Linked DNA regions of Mus musculus: region 1 is linked to region 2. Evidence: chromatin contacts called from public promoter capture Hi-C data. All regions are on one chromosome and are shown on one strand. Each heading gives the region's core, a stretch centred on a gene start, on an enhancer-like site or on the middle of the called end of the contact. The rest is flanking DNA. Distances are from core to core; before and after follow the strand shown. Region 1 holds the start of Erbin (Erbb2 interacting protein). Region 2 holds the start of Pik3r1 (phosphoinositide-3-kinase regulatory subunit 1).

Region 1 (2,769 bases), core at 105-2,604, 2.2 Mb after region 2:
GGTTCAGAAGCGTCCCTAGGTCTGACTGGTGGAATGTCTGCCATGCTTCACGAATTCCTGCCCGAACAGTCCGTACCTATCACTTATTAGGCAGAAGCAAACAAAAACAGATGGGCCAACACACATACAACTGCAAAACAGCGCCGCTTTTTCCGCACAGTGTGACTCTTCTGAAAATTTTAAGGGTTTTATTTCGCTTCCCTTCCAGTGTTGTTCCTATTCGGAACTGCATACAAGTCCTGACCAATCAACTACTTGCAGGTGTTTGGCGTTTTGTTTTGTTTTTGTAGCCATATCCTTCTCCGTCCTCATCCCTAATCTTTACGACATTCTGTTTCCTAGAACGCCAGTTTCAAGAAAAATCTAGCAGCTACTCTTCAATCAAGTAACCAAACAAGCACTGTTAAGCTACTGACTGAAAAGAACGCACGACTTACTACTACTACAAGCGGCGCCTTCGCTGTCCAGAAAAAGCAATCGGGAATGGCAGGCAGCCGGTTTCTAAAGTCCAAAGAACCAGACGTGTTCTACCGAAACGACCTCCGCGTAGGATTAACGCGAAAACCAAAACAATCGGCACCAACATAAACAAATGTGGCAGCCATCTCAGGGAGAGGGAATCAATCTCTCCCCGCAGCCAGAAGACTCAACTTTCTTCGGAAACAAAAGTTGCCAGCCTCAGCAACTTGATATACAATGTATACGTCCCGGAGCACTAAAACTTCTGGCCCTCCTGCTCAACAAAGGAACTCTTTCTTCCGATGGCTGAAAAACTTTTCGTCCCACCGCATTCTTACAATCCCCGTCTTAAAAAGAAAGGAATCCAGACGGTAGACGGGGCGAGGGGGAGAAATCAGTTCTACTATTCGGCGGCTAAAATGCCAAGGCACGGGAGAAAGAAGGGAGACGAGTCGGGCAGAGCGAGGTGGACTAAAGTACCGTCGCTTCCGGCCCACGAACTTGGCTCGACGCTTCCCGTAAAAGAAAGAAAAAAAAAGAAAGAAAAGAAATTACCTCTCAGGGTGTCTCAGGGCAGCCGTCCCGAGGCTCGGCTTGACATGGTTCCCTGCCCTTCCTCAGTGGCTCCGGGCCCCGCCGAGGCTCCCGTGAGGACGAGGCGGATGTGGAGCTGCCGCCCGGCCGGCCGCAGCAGTGCGGCTGCTCCGGTGGGGGCTGGGGTGCGGGCTGGCTTCCTGCTCGCGACTTGTGTCAGGAGTTTCCCAGCCCCGGCTCGCTTCTCCGCCGAAGGAAAAAACTTTTCACTCGTGACACCGCCCGGAATTGCCGTGCGAAACTCACTTCCTGCCTGGGTGAAAAGCAGGCTCCAGCTCGGGGCCCGGGAACCCGGAACCCCGGGGTGGCGCGCCGCGCCGCCGAGGGGGAGGGGACGGCGCCCGCCCCGAGCCGCGGAACCTCGCGCGGCCCACGGGGGGCGAGGACGCGGAGCTCGGCCGGCCTGGGCCGCACTAGGCCTCCGCCCCCACAGCCGCGCCGCGCGGGTATTGTCTCGAGTGCGCCGGCCGCGCCCTGCGCCCGCCCGGCCCCCGCCGCTCCGAGCCGGAGCCGACCGGCCGCGCAGGCTGGAAGGCGACCGTCCGTCGGGCGGTCCGACCGGCCGGCCCTGTCTCTGCCACTCGCGCTCGAACCCTCCGGGCTTCCCGCCGCCGTCCCTGCGCTCTCCTCCGTCCTCTTTCCCTGCGGTCGCGGCCGCGGCGGCGCGGTCTCCTCGGGAGCTCGCGGGCCCGCGCCGGGGGCCCAGGCTGCGTCGCGCGCCGCCGCGCCACCTTCACTCTCGAGCGGGAGACGGAGAGGGGAGGCGAGGCGGAGGAGAGAAAGGAGGAGGCGGACCCGGGCCGGGCCGGGGTGGAGGGAGTTTCTGCTTCACAGGCCTCGGCGGCAACAGCGCCACCGCCCCGGCGGCTAAGGGGGCCGAGGCTGCGCGCGGCGGCGGCGGCGGCGACGGGGGCGGGGCGGGCTCCCGCGGGGGCGCCCCAACCGCCCACAGCCAGGCGAAGGCCGGCGCGAGCCAGTCAGCGCGCACGGGGTCTACGCGGTCGACGTCGGCGGCGGGGGGCGCGGGCCGGGGGCCGCGGGCCGGCGGGGAGGCGCGCGGCGGGAGGCCCGCCACCCACCCTCCCGAGGCCCGGGCCGCCGGGCTCCCCTCCGCCCCCCACGACCCCGCGAGGCCTCCGCCGCCCGGGCCGATCGAGTTTCTTTGTACGACCGTAATTGGTGCAAAGAGGTTGTTCGAGTGCAGCCCCGATTTCCAGGCAGCAGGTATCTCTTTCAGCTGCAGCACTCCGACGCCTCTAATGGCACGCTCAGGTTGCAGGAAACCACCGCCGCTGCTCCGTGCAGCTTCTTCCCACGCCGGGCCGGCCTCCGAGCTTGCTGCAAGCGGCGACGCGGCCGGGGGCCCCTCCGAGGAGACAAAGCTGGTGCTGGGAGGCGGGGAGCGTGGCCCGCGAAATTGCCTCAAGACGGTGCCTTTGTTAGAGGAAACATTGGATGCACTCCGAGCGCCGCGAAGCCTTCCAGCCCCTACGCTTTCGGGCGTGCAGTCGTTCAGTCAGTCGCGCTGGCCCTGGTAGTTCTGCCTGGCAGGGTTTGCGTTTATTGCAGAGAGAGACTTAAGCATTCTGTCAACACATATGGCTTAGAAAGCTTCAACCATAACATTGCCGTTTTTACAGTTACTGCTTTAAGTATGTTAGCAGACAGAACATCCTTGTTTTACCCGAGGGAATGGAATAGATTCTGGGCAAACCA
Region 2 (2,938 bases), core at 226-2,725:
TTTGTGAGTAACCCTACCACCTAAAACTTGAAACTCGATCTCACTGAAATGACAATCTCATGCTACACTTAAAACCCGGAACTGCTTCATCCTTTCCTATTTCACACTGTCTGACAAAGAGGAAAAAGACAGGAAAAGAAAAGGGGGAAAATTAAGTCCTAAAATCATGAAACCCCTAAATAAAGCATAAATTCACACCAGTACAGCAATAGAGCCTGCAGCTTCTTCAAGAATTAACGGTGGAAGTGAGACCTTTCCGGTATTACTAGCGCCAGGAGCAGAATTCCCCTGAATACAGTGCCGGCACACAGCATTCAACATGTCACAGCCACTCCGCTCACACCCTTGCGTTATTGTGCGCGAAAGCTGGTTACTAAAATGCATTTCTGTACATGCGTGCCTGGTCAGAGCGTTTCTATTCTCTTTGTCTCGTGATCTGCCGGGCAGTTTCTGCCTTTGGGAAGGAAGTAGCTTGCAGACAATTCCCCCAGATATTTTAGCTCTGGCTTGCACGCGGGCCGGTTCTCCCTGGCCGGCAGCTTAGTGCTGGGCAGGTCCTTCCAGGGTCGCCCCGCGTTAGGAAAAGCTGGATTTCCGGGCGGTGCCAGGATCCCACTCATTATGCCTCCAGCAACCTGCCCAAGCCCGGCGGGCGCCAGACGCCGAGCTAGAGCCCCAGCCACCGACCGCCCCGAGGAGCACTTCCCCCACCCCGGAAGAGGAGGGAGGCAAACTTCGGAGGGCGGGGGCTGGGGGCGAGCTCCGGGGACCACCATGGCCCAGCCTGGCCGGAGACCCCGGCTGGGGCTCCGGGCCTGGAGGGTACGCCGCGCTAACGCAAAGGCAGCGATCCAGGCACTCTCCTCGCGCGCTCCCGGCTTCGGAAAGCTGCAGGGCGATCGGGGACCCTCGGAAGCGTGAGGTGACGGAGGAGGAGGGGAGCCGGTGACCGCTGGCAACTCCAGGACCGAACGCTCCGGGTAACGAGCACAGCCCGCCCGGGGTGGCACGAAGGAAATGAGAGCAGGAGGTGGCTGCGACCAAGCAAGCTGGTCACTGGCCGGAGAAGGCTTCCAAGTGGCCGAGAGATGCTGGCGACTGGGAGCTGGCAGCCTGCTCGCTTCCCCTTGAGTGGCTCGGCAGCAGAAGTGGCTGCCGGTGACAGGAAGAGCAGCGGCCGTGCGCGTTCGCACCGCTTCCCCCTCCCGGGCACACCGGGACCCGCCGCCGCCTACCTCCGGGTCGGCTCGCTTCCTTCCTCTGCCCAGCCTGGGCTTCAGCGGCCTCTGAAGCTCCCAGCTCCCAGGCTCCTGCGATCCAGCTGCGACCTGCCGTCGCTTCGCTGTCCCGGTTCCTTGGCTGCACAGCCGTCCTCACCGCTACCGCTGCCGCTGCCGCTGCCGCTGCTTCCTCCAACTCGGCTCCAGCTGCTAGCTACTCCTCTCCCTGAGCGGCGCAGCTCCAGCGCCAGGCGCCAGCCCCACCCCGGGCCCGCCCCTGCGCCCCGCCCCCAGATACACACCAATCAACGCCCGAGACCCCGCCCCCCAGCGCCCGAGCCGCGCCCTCCGCCTCTGCCAGTCTCCGGGAGGGCTACCAAGGTCTAGGAGCTACGCTCTGTGCTGCCGACCCTACCCCGCACCCCTCGCTGCCCTCGCCCCCGCCCCCGGCTCGGGGATGCCCCGGGCGACTGGACGGCGCGCGCCCTCCGCTACGGAGCGCTCTAACTCTGCGTGCTTGGGGCTGGCTCGCCTGCGGGGCGTCGCCCAGGCCCGAAGCAGGGAGTTCAAATGGGGATGGGGGTGGGGGGTGGGAAATAAGTTCAGGCCTCTCTGGAGCCCAGCCGGCTGCCTGCGAGACCCTGCCTCTTTCGAATCCACTAGAGCTTCAGGACAGTGGCTGGGTTCAGGAAGATGCAGATGCGAGGGCTCGCCAAAGCGGGGAGGCCCTGTAATTCCTGGCCTTGCCTGCCCAGCTTCCCTAGTGGTCAGAAAAACCGCGCCACCCGGCGTGGCACTCCCGGGGTGAAGGAGGGGTGAAAGGGTGAGCTGGAGCAACGAGTGCCCGCCGCCTGCAAAAGCCTGGCACGGCTGCCTCCAGGAACCAAGGCGGGATCTAGAGGAAAAGGAGTGTTCTGTGAGGAGGGCGCATACCGGGTGATCTCTGGCAGTCCTTGCAAGGCAGAGCCTATGTAGGTCATTCAGCCAGTCCACCGCCTTCTAACGCTTCTGATAGGCTGGAGAAACTCAAATGAAGTCTATGGTTTGTTAGATGTAAAAATGTAGATCCTTGGAGTAGAAACCACTATGGAAGCTGCTCAAGAAAAAAGTGATAATGGCTCAGCCTTCCCAGATAAGAAAGGATGATAGCCCCGTGTTTTGTCTTCATAAAAACGTTCAAGAACTCATGGACTTTTTAAATTTTGCTCCCAAAATATGTCTTATTTTGTAGTTCAGGAACCTGTAGCCACCCACCCTTCTTGCCCTAAAGATCCCTTTTGCAGCTATTCTGGCAACAAAATGCTTTTTCTTAACCAAGAACTTAGTCTGTTGTCAAATTCTAAATTTGGTAGTGTATTACTGTGAGTTTTGGAAGCAGAGGGAAAAAATGAAATTCACAGTTTATGTTAAACAAATGCAGTCACGTTTAAAGGTGACGCCCATTCTAAAAGAAGAGATCTCAGTACACAATTCAGGTACTAATGTTTCTGGTACTCTTGGTATCTAATAAAGACAAAAGCAGGCTGCTACCCACATCACATTTAAGAATTTGCCTACCCATTGGACACGCAAACTTTATATGCCCCAGTACAGGGGAACGCCAGGGCCAAAAAGGGGGAGTGGGTGGGTAGGGGAGTGGGGGTGGGTGGCTACGGGGGACTTTTGGTATAGCATTGGAAATGTAAATGAGCTAAATACCTAATAAAAAAATGGAAAAG

The links. Promoter capture Hi-C pulls out the DNA fragments that hold promoters and counts their contacts.
Region 1: a promoter capture Hi-C map of liver shows a contact between it and region 2, with 3 times the contacts expected there. The contact joins the promoter of Erbin here to the promoter of Pik3r1 in region 2. A contact is called at or near these places in 2 of 39 promoter capture datasets (hippocampal neurons and liver).

Annotation. Positions count from the first base shown.
Region 1 is chr13:103,919,232-103,922,000 of GRCm38.p6, forward strand. Erbin (Erbb2 interacting protein) reads right to left here and starts at 1,355. Exons shown (of 26, transcript NM_001289473.1): 1 at 1,015-1,355. It overlaps D130037M23Rik, which reads left to right. Exons shown (of 1, transcript XM_006517803.4): 1 at 1-2,769. The coding sequence starts at 762. The coding sequence ends at 2,591.
Region 2 is chr13:101,766,742-101,769,679 of GRCm38.p6, forward strand. It overlaps Pik3r1 (phosphoinositide-3-kinase regulatory subunit 1), which reads right to left and starts at 1,476. Exons shown (of 16, transcript NM_001077495.2): 1 at 1,236-1,476.